Regions from separate parts of the Mus musculus genome. Here region 1 is linked to region 2. A link is a contact called in public HiChIP or PLAC-seq data. All regions are on one chromosome and are shown on one strand. Each heading gives the region's core, a stretch centred on a gene start, on an enhancer-like site or on the middle of the called end of the contact. The rest is flanking DNA. Distances are from core to core; before and after follow the strand shown. Region 1 has its middle 42 kb from the start of Adar. Region 2 overlaps Kcnn3 (potassium intermediate/small conductance calcium-activated channel, subfamily N, member 3).

Region 1 (6,733 bases), core at 2,395-4,894, 140 kb after region 2:
TAATATAGTATTCACTTTTAAAGTAACTAGGAAAATGGTGCTATAACAGGCATACTGTAGACCCATTCTCAGAGCTCTGAAGTCTGGGGGGGGGGGGGGTTCAAGAGATAGCCCATCTCCAAAAAGGGTTAGAGCACCAACTTAAGAGTCTAGTAGACAAACACTCAGTCCATAGCAGACAGTAAACATATAGATCAGTCAAGAAAGTGCCATTGTTGATGGTTTTTTTTTTGCAGGTCCCTCTTTAGTGGATGTTGGAATTTCTGTGTGGGGCTTTCCCAAGTGTTGATCAAGTGTTATACTGTGTCTGCCATGGAGTCATGAGAGATGTTTGAATGATTACACCACTAGATGTGGGTTAATGGTGGAGGTTAAGCACCAACATCAGCAGAATGGAATTAACAAAGGGGACACACCCTCTGGGGTACAGAAGTAAGTTCTTCTAACAGTGGGAGTAGTGGTGGCCTCCCCTGGGCTGGAACTGGAGCCCTCAGACCTTGTCCCAAGCAGCCCCAGTGTGCTCTACTTGAGAGACCTGGTGTGAGCTGGCTGCTGGGAAGAATGACAAAGTAGGGGTCAAGGCCACTGGCCCAGCCTCCAGACCAGGAGGTCTCACCTCTTAAGTGTTAGTTTTGCTTTCTAGTATACTACTTTGGGTCTAGAAGGTCTGGAGTATCCCCCAAAGATCCATAAGTTTGAAGGCCCTGTCTGTACCTGTGTCACTGAGGGGAGACAGTGGGACCTTCAGAACATGTGCCTAGTAGTAGAAAGTAAAGCTATTGGCAGGGCATAAAAAGAGACATTGGGACCCCAGCCTGCCTGTCTTTCTTTGTTCCCCAACTCCCATGAGGCGAGCAGACCTTCTACAGAGCAAGACAGGAGTAGCAGGAACAAGCCTCCAAAAGGAAACCTCTGAGACTGTGAGTCAACATGACCCTTCACTTTGTCTGCATTATCTCAGCTCTTCTGTAGGTGTGACTCAAAACCAGCCACACGCCTGATGCAATCTTTACAGTTTCTTGTCCTTCTCTTATCACATTATCCTCTCGAAAGTCCTACCCACTTCCCCTCCTGGAAGCTCTGGCAAGTACACAGTATGAGGGAGGGTAAAGGGACTAGAAATCCCAGGCTTTGCCCTCGACCTCCCAATGAGCTGGAGCTGGAGGGGGAGGTGATGGAGGGTGGGAGTGGGCGGGGCTAAGTGGTGCCCTTCAGGTCCAGGCTCCCTGGAGCAGAGCGGAGCACAATCTCCACACGCCTTATTCGCCTTATTCTCTCTCTTTTCTCTTCTCTTCTCTTCTCTCCTCTCCTCTCCTCTCCTCTCCTCTCCTCTCCCCTCCCCTCCCCTCCCCTCCCCTCCCCTCCCCTCCCCTCCCCTCCCCTCCCCTCCCCTCCCCTCCCCTCCCCTTCTCTCTCTCTCTCTCTCTCTCTCTCTCTCTCTCTCTCTCTCTCTCTCTTGGTTTTTCGAGACAGGGTTTCTCTGTATAGCCCTGGCTATCCTGGAACTCACTTTGTAGACCAAGCTGCCCTCGAACTCAGAAATCCGCTTGCCTCTGCCTCCCGAGTGCTGGGATTAAAGGCATGCGCCACCACACCCGGCCATATGCTTTATTCTCAATCCCTGCCGGGTAGACACTTCTCTCTTCCAGGTGTTTGGACACTGTGATGCCAGTCTTGTCATCAACTTGGTAGGATTTAGGATCACCATGAAAACTGATCTCTGGACATGTCTGTGAGGGAATGTTTAGATTCTGGTTCGTTGAGGTGGAAAGTCTCGCCTTCAATGTGGATGTCGTCATCTCCTGGGTAGGGTCCCAAAGAAGGAGAAAGTGAGATGAGCACGCTCACCCTAAGCAAGGAAGAACAAGTTTACCATGGGATGAACAGGCGTCCCTGCATCCTGGCCCTCGCCCCTCCCCCCACCCCCCATCAAGATGTACTGTGCTGTTACCTGCTCAAACCAGGATCCATGGCTCTTCCTGGTTCACACTTTCTGACTATAGATGCACTGTGGCCGTTTCCTGATGCTCCTTTTGCCACACTTTGCTGTCACCATGGACTGTGTCCTCTTGGAATTCAGAGCCAAAATAAGCCCTTTTAAAAGTTGCCTTTGCCTGCCTTCCCTCCCTTCCTCCCTCTTTCTCTCCCTCCCTCCATTCATCCCTCCCTCCCTCCTTCCCTCCATCCCTCTTTCCACCTCCCCCTCCATTCTATTTTCCATGTCTTTTTCCCACCCCCACCCTGTCTTCACAAATACTATTTCCAAATATTGCCTCTGAGAGCTCAGGTTTGATTGTGGATCTAGAGTTGGGGAATTGATGGAAGAAAGCATCAGTCACCTGGAGAGCAAACACTGAGCCTCTGCTCAGTCCAGCCCAGATGACACAGGGCTCTGTGGAAGAGTCATTATTATGTCAAATCCCCGCTAGGGAAAGGCCACCCAATTTTAGTTGCTCATTTCCACAGGCAAACTGTGTCCCCTCCATGGGTAAGCTCACAGATTCTGTAGTTTCTTCCTTCTGCCTCATTTTCACACCGTCTTCCAGATCCACGGTTAGGGTTTGGGGGCCGAAATACTGAACAGTATCAACACTTCATTTCCAAAGACATTTCAGTAGACAGCGCAAACAGCTGCATCCTGCACACAGAAGCAAGTCTGCCACGCCTGCTCGGCACCTTCGTAGCTTTCACCCTGAGCGACTCCAAAGATAAAGTGCTAAACTCTTAAAGTCTCCAACTGTCAGAACCGATATCTGTCCCATGTTTATGTGTTTGGAAACCATGGCACTCAGAGGAACCGCCAAAGTACATGTGCAGTACACGGAGGGAGGTTTTGGGAGTCAGACCAACAAGGCACATATTTTAGCCTGTGAAGGGAATTTGTCTAGCTCTTCCATTAGACTACATCCCTAGCCTCAAGTATTTTTGCTTCTTATCTGCAAAAGGACAATGCTTATATCAAAGGGCTGCTGAGGATTAAATGTGATTAAATGGACCAATTCCCTGGTCCAGCTGCATCAACATCACCAGAAAACTTGTTAAAATGCTAATAAGCTGACCCTAGCCTAAGTCTACTGAGTGAAGAGCTTTGGGGATGGAGCCAGCAATCTGTGCTTTAAGGAGTCCTTCCATGAAGTTCTGATGCTAGCTCACGGTTAGGCTTAGGGTAAAGGCAAAGCAGACAGACACCCAACAGTTTTTTCTTCTATTCTCCTGAGTGTTTGTAGGGTATGTCTTGCTTTTGCAATGCTTGGCAGGCATTCTCTTCCTGAGAAGTACCCCTAGCCTCTCATTAAATAACGCCATTAATCCTTTACATTCAATGGCTTCTACATGAACTGAGCTAGGGAATTCAGCCTGCTTGCCCAATTGCACCTTCTAAGTCTGAACCTTGAAAGCCTATCTGAGATGTATCCTCGGATTCTCAAGGAAATCGACACCGAATACACCACAATGCTGTCATTGTTTACCCGGCGCAGCGAAGGTGGGGTGGGCAAACCTCACTCTATGTGGTTTTAGAGGCTTGCCTAGGAGAACACAGGAACCTGGTTCTCTCAGGAAGAAACCTGGTCTTTCTATCTTCCCAGAGCCAGTCCTTGCCAGGCTGCAGCCCTGACTCAATGCTGCCATCCGGTGGACAGAAGGGAAGTGCCTGCGGGACCACGGGCTCCACCCAAGCCAGCATTTCCTGGGTTTCTAGGAGCAGTCGTCCCTGATGGCTTCAGGCAGATTTAGAGGTGATGCTGCTGAAGGAGCCGCCCTCAAGGTGCTGGCAAAGAACTGGAGGAACGGGTGCTGCACGATGCCCCCGGAGGGACCGGCGCTGCTCGATGCCTCCGGAGGAACGGGCGCTGCACGATGCCCCCGGAGGGACCGGCGCTGCACAATGCCCCCTGGTTAGTATTCTCCAAGTGTACAGCCCCGACGAGGGAGGTGTTTGCTCTCAAGCGCCTGAAAAGCCTATTTACATATACAATCTGTTCCTAACAAGCAGCAGAGAGTTTGCAGAACTATTAATAAGTCTTCCCAGACAACAAATATACATTTTAATGAGAAGCTGAAAATTAAGAGTAACTTTAAAATGCTGTGCAAAGGCTCAGCTTCTAATTATAATCTCCTAGAGGGGAAAACATGGGATGGCTTCATTTCTCCTGATAGACCAGACACTCCAAGAGCTCCCATTGATAAATCAGCATTTTCATTTATATCCTCTCCTGCCTTGTGATTTAACATTCTCTCAGGATACTTCGCTTTAACAGAAAATACCACTCTGAGCAAATGCAATTAGCCAAATTCTATATACAGCTAATTCAGCCTTTCATAAAGGTTTTTAGACATTGGTTAATAATTGGAGCACGTCAGAAAGATATAGGGAATACTTCTAGCTTGTAGAATAAAGTGTCCCTTTGTAGAACTGAAGGTGTGTGTGTGTGTGTGTGTGTGTGTGTGTGTGTGTGTGTGTGTGAAGAGGGAGGCTAGTGTGGAGGCTTTCTCAGGGACAAATCTTCAATTAAAACATCAAAACAAATAATACAGTAACATAATAAAACTCACTGAATAAAATAAGAAATATGAACCTAAATAGATGCAGATAAAATAGAAATCTTGATGAAGAATAGGATATTTTAAGCCAGGAGTCAAGGAGTTGGCTCAATGGGTAAAATGTTTATTGCACAAGCCTGAGTTCAAATCTCCAGCATCCAAATAAAAGCCAGGTCTGGTTATGCTGCCTGTGATGTAGATTTGGGAGTTAGAAACAGGCAGATCCTGGGGGTTTGATGGCCATTCTATCCAAAATGGCAAAGTTCAGTGAGAGACTGCCCCCAAATTGATAAATAGAGGCCCAGAAGTGTTTGGAGAAATTATCCAGATGTCAACTTCTGGGCATTACATGTGAGTACACCTGTCTATACATGTGACATTTATCTATTCAACACACACACAGCGCACACACACAAACACATAACTGGGCATGGTGGCCACGCCTGCTGCTGTTTCCAATGTATGAACTTTACATGTGTCTTAGTTACTTTTCTCTTGCTGTGATAACACACAAAGACCAAGGCAACCTATTAAGAAACCTTTTAATTTGGCTTGCAGCCTCAGAAAGTTAAAGTCCAGCCAGGCAGTGGTGACGCACGCCTGTAATCCCAGCACTTGGGAGGCAGAGGCAGGTGGATTTCTGAGTTCGAGGCCAGCCTGGTCTACAGAGTGAGTTCCAGGACAGCCAGTGCTATACAGAGAAACCCTGTCTCAAAAAAAGAAAGAAAGAAAGAGAGAGAGAGAGAGAGAGAGAGGGAGGGAGGGAGGGAGGGAGGGAGGGAGGAAGGAAGGAAGGAAGGAAGGAAGGAAGGAAGGAAGGAAGTTAAAGTCCCTGAGGGCAAAACAAGGAGCAACTGAGAACTCACATCTTGATCCACAAGAGTACTGGGAACCTTAAAGTCAACTTCCAGGGATACACTTCCTTTAATAAGGCCACACCCCCTAATCCTTCCCAAACAGTTTCAATCGAGAACTACATATTCAATGTATAAGCCTATAGAGGCCATTCTCATTCAAACCATCAGAACTTTTGTGAGTGGTGTGTGTGCTTGCACATGTGGTAAGAACCCGTTCTCTCCTGTGGGTCTTGGGGACTGAACTCAGATCATCAACCTTGGTGGCAAGTCCCTTTAACCACTGAGCCATCTTTTGGGCCTGCCCCTGAATGTTGACTTTCTTGCTTTCATTTTCAGAGTGGTAAGTATAGGTGAGTGCCACCACACCCAGATTATACAGTGTTGGAGATAAAACCTAAGACTTTATGTGTGATAAACAAGCACTCTATCATGAGGGAGAAAGATTAGAATATGGCATAAGCACACACACATACACACACCACACACACACACCACACACCACACACCTATCTCTCTTTCTTTCTCTCTCTCTCTCTCTCTCTCTCTCTCTCTCTCTCACACACACACACACACACACACACACACACACACACTACATTTTTTTTAAAGAAAAGGACAATAAAGTGTTGTTTGGTGGGACATACATGTACTCCAACTCTTAGGGAGCTGAGAGCAGATGATCACAAGCGTTAGAGCAGCCTGAAACTAGCCACAAAGCCAGAAACTAGGATGGGAGGAGGGATGTGAAAGAGGAGGGAGAAAGGGGAGGAGAGGGGAGTAGTGCACATCAATGATGAGTGAAGACTTCTCAGGAGTCTCACAAGGACGTCCATGTCCACGGGTGTGTGTGTGTTGGAGAGGCAGAGCCTACTGTCCCGTGCTGCCTGGCCAACCCATAAGATAGGTCTCTCACAGGGCATGAAGGCTTCCTTTAGACCTTCTCTCCTAGTCAAACTGGCAGAAACTACTTTTCTTTCACTCTCTGGTGACCATGGGGGATCCCAGCAAACAGGATATCCTGACCATGGATAGGCACCTCTGCTTGATGACCATTACTGATGCCTGCTTTGACTGGGATGCCAAAGCCTCCAGCTGGGCAACCCTAACCATAGGGGCTTCTTTGCATCAGCTACTCAGGGTAACAGAATCACTTGCATTTTATTTGCTTGGCACCAAAAATGGAAGCTTGGGAGCCCGGAAATTCGGCTACCTGCTTTACTGTAATGGAGACGCACACTCAAGCTGCAGGTGGTAAGTGGAGCGGGAAAGGAGGAACTTATTCGCATTTCTCAGACACTCAGTCTGTGTGGGAGGAGTCTCCAATCCTAGTGAAA
Region 2 (6,765 bases), core at 2,990-5,489:
TTCTGCTTGCTGGAGGAACCACAGAACAATGTGTAAGACAGTTGATTGGCATGACCTTTGACCAGGCCTGTGCCAGGCATCTGGGACCATGATACGTTCTTGACTAAAGTGTCAAAGAAGTGTTTGCTTATTTTTCTGGTTGGTAGTCACGTAATTTCTGTCAACGATTCCCCAAATGAAGATTTAAACACTGTTTCTGTGTGTAATGAGAGAAGGCCAGATAGCTCTCTCTAGAACTTTGTCTCTGATTCTCCATTAAAGGTAGCAAAATTGCTTTATAAAGTCTGAAAGCCTGACAGGATCATGTATTAACAATGCATACATTATGCAAATGTGGGTGTAGTTACTTAATTTGCATAATAGATGGGCTGAAGGAGGGCTGTAAAGGGGAAAGGGAAGGAGTGAGGGTACTTGTCCAGATCTGTGTATATTAGGGTTCCCCAGTCACCCCACAGGGTGCGTTTCCCCCTTCCCATGCTCCTACTCAGCCTTGAGGTTACTGTGTGTCTTTCCCTGCTGGCTAGCTGCCTGTGCTTCTGTGTCCATCCTTCACCCAGGCAGGCGCAGGGGCCCTCACCCTTGCTCCTTGAGCAGTGAGGCTTCATTAACTCTCACAGTCCCTCTGGGGACAGACAGCTTTCCCCAAGAGCTTCCTCGGGTCATTGCGTGTCCTATATCTGTCCTGCTGAGGCGCTGGACTTTGTTAAGTGACATCTTGAATTGTATGTGAGTCTTGTCATTGGGTAACTTTTTCTTGGGCTCTGTGAAGCAGAGGAGGGGAGGTATTTTAGGGGAGCGTACCTCCTGATCCATCTACATTCTCCCTGGACATATCTGACAGCTGCTTTGAAAGGTTTTTGTGCTCTGGCTATAAGGGGTTTCAAAGTTCTGTTTCTCCACCCTACTTCCCGAAACCCCTTTTAGCCCTCCTCTGTCCTATACTCCCAGGGGCTGGGACTCAAACCCAGGGTCTTCTGCATGCTAGGCAAACTGAGCCCCAACACTAACACCCACCCTTCCCCTGAGTTTGACAAGAACTGAAACTGAGACCAAGGGTATTTGAGGTCAGAAACCCAATGGATACTCCCTGGAAGCCTAGATTTGGAGGGTTCAGGTTTAAGGGGTGCTGGGAACCATCTGTGTAGGTCAGACAGATGTGGCAAGCAGCTGGCTAGCTGGCTTCTCTGGATGGTACAGTGGGTGTTCTGTGCAGTTGATAGACACAAGAGCCCTGCCCCCCTCTGGCAGAGGGTGGACAGGGGGCTAAGTCTGCAAACAGTCTAGAGCTTGGTGTGGTCATACCTGCTCAAAGTTCCCAGTATTAGGGCCCATGCAAGGCTCTGAGACCCTGAAGATAAACAAGAACTTCCAGCTTTCCTTGGCTGAATTCCTACTGAGAGTCCTGGTATTTCATAAAGTCACTGGGTTTATTGTCCCCATTTCATAGCAGAGTATGATAAGGCTTGGTCTCATAGCCAGGGAGCACCCAGGAGATCTTGTGGAGATCTAAGGGAGATCTTGTGACCCTCCCCCTCCACGGCCTCTTCTCTTGAGACTGGAGTTTGACCTGGACCTCTGGTGCTGGGGGTGTGAACAGAGGGTCCAGGCAGTGTGATAGAAGTAAGGAAAGGGACTAGAACTGGAGTCACAAGAGTCAGGAATATGAAGGACAGTAGAGAAGGCCCTGAATGAGGCATGTCAGGGAGTCTGAGTTGACCTGGTCTTTGGCGGCAGTTCCTGGGTGGGGGTGATGTGGGCTGGCACCAGAGGGTGAGGGAAGGTGGGTAGGGACACTGAGCAGGGTAATTCCAGAGATTGACAGACCCTTTCTGCCCAGATATTGGGGTGCTGCCAGGAGAGGTAGACCTGGTATATTGGCTCCTGTCCTGTTCACAGGGCCGTGGCTGGGGCAGGTGCAAAGTGTGGCTTCTCCCATTGGCCTGTTTGTTCAGCTGGTGCACTGGCATCTCCTGCCTGGGGTTGGGGGCATCCGAACAGTTTGTGGACCCTTTCTGTCTGGAATGAGGTTACAGCTCTTTCCATACCCTCACACCCGAGGACGGACCCCAGAAGCACAGTGGAAGATGGCGCCAGACAGAGTCTCATAGACAAGGCCCAAGGGGAATCTGAGGCCGAGAGGGGAAAGTGACTGTCTTTATGTTCGGTAGCCAATGGAGTGATAATCATAGGGGTTCTGGCTCACAGGTCACAGGAGCCTCTCCTCACTTGCTCCACTTTGGGTTTGCAACATTGCCTCCTGGGAACATGAATGCTCTTGTATATATATAATATATAATATATAATATATAATATATAATATATAATATATAATATATAATATATAATATATAATATATAATATATAATATATAATATATAATATATAATATATAATATATAATATATAATATATAATATATAATATATAATATATAATATATAATATATAATATATAATATATAATATATAATATATAATATATAATATATAATATATAATATATAATAATAATATATAATATATAATATATAATATATAATATATAATATATAATATATAATATATAATAAATAATATATAATATATAATATATAATATATAATATATAATATATAATATATAATATATAATATATAATATATAATATATAATATATAATATATAAATGTGTATATATATAATATAATGTGTATATATATAATATATATATTATATATATATTATATATATAAACACCTCTTCATCCTCTTGGGTTAGGCGGGACTTTGTTCTGGAGTGCTCTCACACGGTATCGCCAGCGGATGGAGCAGAGTCTACTGATCCTACATCTGTCAGGTGGGGCTGTGCACACTCACACAGTTTGTTCTCCCAGCCCTGCACGGACCCTTGTGCTCCCTCTCGGTGCCCAGGCTTCTGACCCTGGAGGGGCTCTGGTTAATGTCGGCGGTGGGCAGTAGGGAGGAGCACCTGGCATGCAGATCTGAGAGGCTGGCTGAAAGTGATGGCTGTTTATAGACTGTGGGACTTTAGGTGGGCAAATTCGCCTGTTAATTTTCTCATGAATGAAATAGGGGATAGTAACACATTCTTTGGGGGGTACACCAGCCCTGCTACATTTTTTCTGAGACAGGGTCTTTACAGCCTTGGGTGGCTTCAAACTCTATGTAGACCAGGCTGGCCTTGAACTCACAGAGATCCTCCTGCCTCTGCCTGCCAAGTACTGGGGTTAAAGTTGTTTGCTATCTTGTCCAACCCCTGTTATATTTTGGAATTACCTTGGGATCTTTTTTTTTAAACTGATGTAAAGAAAAGAAACGACAACAACAGCACCCCACGCCTGTCCTGTCCCAGCTACCTACCTTCTGACCTCATTGGTCAGGACTACAAGCCTGGGTACCAGGGAATTTCCCAAGCTCCATGGGTTATTCTAATGTGCTGCAAAGTTTGGGAACCACTCTGTGGGTTTTGGGGGATTAAAGAAGATGATGCAGGTTCCTGGGGAGAACTCAATAAATGGTGGTAATTAGGATTTTCCTCATTGCATTTAATGTGGGCTCTGATAGGAGAGGGGGGAAGGGAGGGAGGGTTTCGACTTTATTCCACTAAGAGTTTGTCCTCAGTGGCTAGGCTTTCCCTAGAAGAGTTGTTCCCTCATTTCTAACACTATTTCTGTCACTTTAGAGCCAGTTTTAGCCTTCCTCATAGCCATCATGGTTATGATTAGGTTGGGTGCCCAGACGGGAGCTGGGGTGTGCTGGACCCAAAGATAAGATGTCAGGTCTCTCCTGAGTCTCCTCCTGGTGCTTTTGAGTCCCCAGGATGGCTAATGGAATCAGAAGCTCAGGATGCTTGCTGTATCTTTGAAATGCTCTCCGCTGTTGCCTGGCACCAGCTGAGGCTGTGAAGGAAGACACATTTCCCCAGACTCCTCTGCTGTCCTGACAGGAAGTTGTGCATCAATGGGCTGACAGGAAGAAAATGGCTCTGCTGCTGGGAGGATCTGATGGGGGCTGAGGGAAAACGTGGAATCTTCTGGTCCACACAACAAGGCCCCTCTTTCCTCAGGCAATTTCCCCGTTTATTTTCCTCGCAGTGACAAAGATTGGGTTTAGCTAATGAGGAGCCGTGAGGGGAGAGTGAGGGGGGGGGGGGGGCGAACCTGTGCAGGTGCGCCAGGTGGGAAGCGCTGTGGCAAGCTGCCCTCGCTTCAGTCAGTGCCATTTCTCCCAGCCCCCTGCCTGGGGGGACTGCACGATGACTAAGCATTCTATGATCTCAAATGCTTTTTGCTCTGTCTACCAACCACACCTTTGCAGACGCCTTTGATTTCTACTTCTTTTTACCAGCCCCCAAACCCCACAGTGAATCTTTTAATAGCATAGGCCTTTTGGATCTCTAACCAATCAGTTGCCAAATCCTATCCAAAGTACACCCAGAATAGATTCTTTTAATAAAATAGATCACATTTAAGCCAGCATAAACCTGTGAAATTTGTACATTTCTTCTGGAGCACCTCTTCAAATTTTACAATATTGAAATCACCACCCAGTGACCTTTCAGGAAATACTAGATAAATTGCAAGTGGCAAATAGACAAACTAAATGGACTAAGCACCGTTTCTAGCAAGTGCCTTTCCTGGTGGGCTCTTAGTCCCAGTCTTTGAAATCCCTGACCCCCAATCCCCTACCCCATCCAAGCCCAGAGATCTACCCTGTTCTACCTTGCAGGCCTGCTTGCTGCTTTGCTCCTGGCAAAGAGCTGATGGAGTGGTGCAGCTCTGAGAAACAGTACTGGTATGTGGCTCACGTGGCTCGCAGTATGTGGCTCCGCAGCACCTTGTCCAGTCTGTGTTTGTCTCTGTGCTCTATCATTCAAACCCACTTCCACCCATGGTCAAAGCCCCCAGGGTGCTCTGGTGGGTGGCTGAGATCTGCTTTCCTAGGCAATGGGAGGGGGTCCTTGGCTTTGCCAAACATGAGCTGGGCTGTGGTTTGAGCTGGGTGATCTTCTTGATGTGGAGACACTCCGTGCCTAGGCTTGGTTACCTGAGTGTGATGGCACACTCTGTGTAAGCTGTCATTTGTACATGATGCTGTCATTTGTATCCCCGGGTCTAGCCTCGGCTATGATTCTGCTGCATGGGTATCATCTTGCTTGCCAGCTGTTGGTGGACAGGGTGTGTGGTGCAGGAATAGCATCCTGTTTGTGTTTAATGTAGGGAAAGCCATTTTGGAAGGCAATGATCTATAAAACCATCACCTCAGTGGAAACCCTTAGAGGGTCCTGGTCATTCAGTGTGCCTGTGAGTCAATGTGTCTCTTGGGCAGGGGCAGGGGCCATTGTGCTCTGCTTCCTAAAGGCTGTTAATTGCAGTTGACTCTATGGTCATGGTCATGCGTTTATGGGCTCATTTCATGGATAAGCAAGCTCAGTCACTAGCCTGACTTCTTGGCCATCACCACTTGATGACCCGTGTCAGCACCAGTAGGAGCTGATCTTCCGGCCACTTGGATTTCCACCACTATTTCCCTGTGACTCCTCACACAGTTCAGTTGTACCTGAAACCCCACTTGTCTCCCATGTAGGGAGGGCAGAGAGAAAATTACAGCATGTCCACAGCAGTCTGGCCTTTCTGTAGATGAAGCAGCATCCTGAAGGCAAAGAAGTCTGGGTTCACTTCCTTCTTATTTTCCCCCCTCATATCTCAGGCAAAATGCTGGGTTTCTGGAGGAAGTAGAGAGACCCGAAGATAACACACTGTGTGTGTGTGTGTGTGTGTGTGTGTAAGTGTGTGATGTATGTTGGGGGTTTCTGATTGTCAGATCCCATGATGTGAGTGTGAGCTCTGGGGCTGTAGACGTAGGCAGGGCTTGCACCCTGCAGTACCTATCCCTGTCCCAGACTCTGGGGAAGTGGCCAAAGTCTCAAGAATGTGTGTGTGTGTGTGTGTGTGTGTGTGTATGTGTGGTGTGCAGCTTGTATCATGCAATGTGCAAAGAACTTGCATGGTGCAACAGAAGGAGCCCCGGGGTGCAGATCTAAGATCTAGCCACTAGGTCCTGTTTCTAGATCTGGATTCTGCAGCGAGATGACTGTGACCCAGGCCTCAGTGTCCCGGCATGTGAGGAGTCCGAGGCCTGGCCCTGCCCTAGGATTCCCGGCCTCTCCCTCTTTGGTGGCATCTCTTTGTTTTGTATTTGTCTCCACCCCTTGCCATCTGACTCTGTCTCCTGGCTTTACCATAACCAGCAGCTGGCAGTGGCTGGAGCCAGAGGGATGGCTCCTCTAGGAGGAATGTACTCTCCTGACTCTGCGGACCATTGGCTTCCTCCCTCTGACCCCAGCACACTGGGCTCCCACCTTCCCAGCCTGGGCCCAGCTGGGTTGCTTCAGTGAAGTAACCACTTCTCCTGCTTACAACACTCCACCTGGTCTGAAAGTGACAAGAGACAGCTGCTTGGTAGTCAGTGACGTCTTTGTGGAGAAATGACAGTGCATTTGGCCTGCACTGTCTTTTTCCTTTGCTGCCTTGGGTTTTAAAACTCAGCTGTTGTTATCTACACTGGTTGTCTGGGAACTCCAGGGTCGGCTCTTCCTGCCCAGGGAATAACTTTTGAAAGGCTCATTGGCCCCGTGCTCCCTATCCCATCTAAGTGTCCCTCCGGGGCAAGGAGCCTCGGGAGGGCTTGGCAAGGCTCTCTGTTTTCCTTGGTCTTTGATCACAGCTGTTAGAGTTAAAAGCTTAAATAATGCATGTTAAACAA

What was found. HiChIP or PLAC-seq counts read pairs in DNA pulled down with a chosen protein or histone mark.
Region 1: a contact with region 2 is called in an H3K4me3 HiChIP or PLAC-seq map of forebrain, with 4 times the contacts expected there. The contact joins two enhancer-like sites. A contact is called at or near these places in 2 of 39 promoter capture datasets (embryonic stem cells and pre-B cells), 1 of 15 datasets of contacts at CTCF or cohesin (CD8 T cells), 7 of 484 Hi-C or Micro-C datasets (the 3T3-L1 cell line, ECoMG myeloid progenitors, bone marrow-derived macrophages and 4 more), 10 of 115 datasets of contacts at active chromatin or transcription factors (T-cell acute lymphoblastic leukemia, embryonic basal ganglia, embryonic forebrain and 5 more) and 1 of 9 other capture datasets (embryonic stem cells).

Annotation. Positions count from the first base shown.
Region 1 is chr3:89,685,232-89,691,964 of GRCm38.p6, forward strand. No RefSeq gene overlaps it. Among named protein-coding and RNA genes, the nearest start is that of Adar, 42 kb to the right of the region's middle. Within about 2 kb of position 3,645, at least 62 of the 459 cell types and tissues checked have an H3K27ac peak or open chromatin away from gene starts, as enhancers often do. A contact at or near this core is called in forebrain, where this site is marked.
Region 2 is chr3:89,543,227-89,549,991 of GRCm38.p6, forward strand. The region is part of intron 1 of Kcnn3 (potassium intermediate/small conductance calcium-activated channel, subfamily N, member 3); the gene reads left to right. Among named protein-coding and RNA genes, the nearest start is that of Kcnn3, 26 kb to the left of the region's middle. Within about 2 kb of position 4,240, at least 16 of the 459 cell types and tissues checked have an H3K27ac peak or open chromatin away from gene starts, as enhancers often do. A contact at or near this core is called in forebrain, where this site is marked.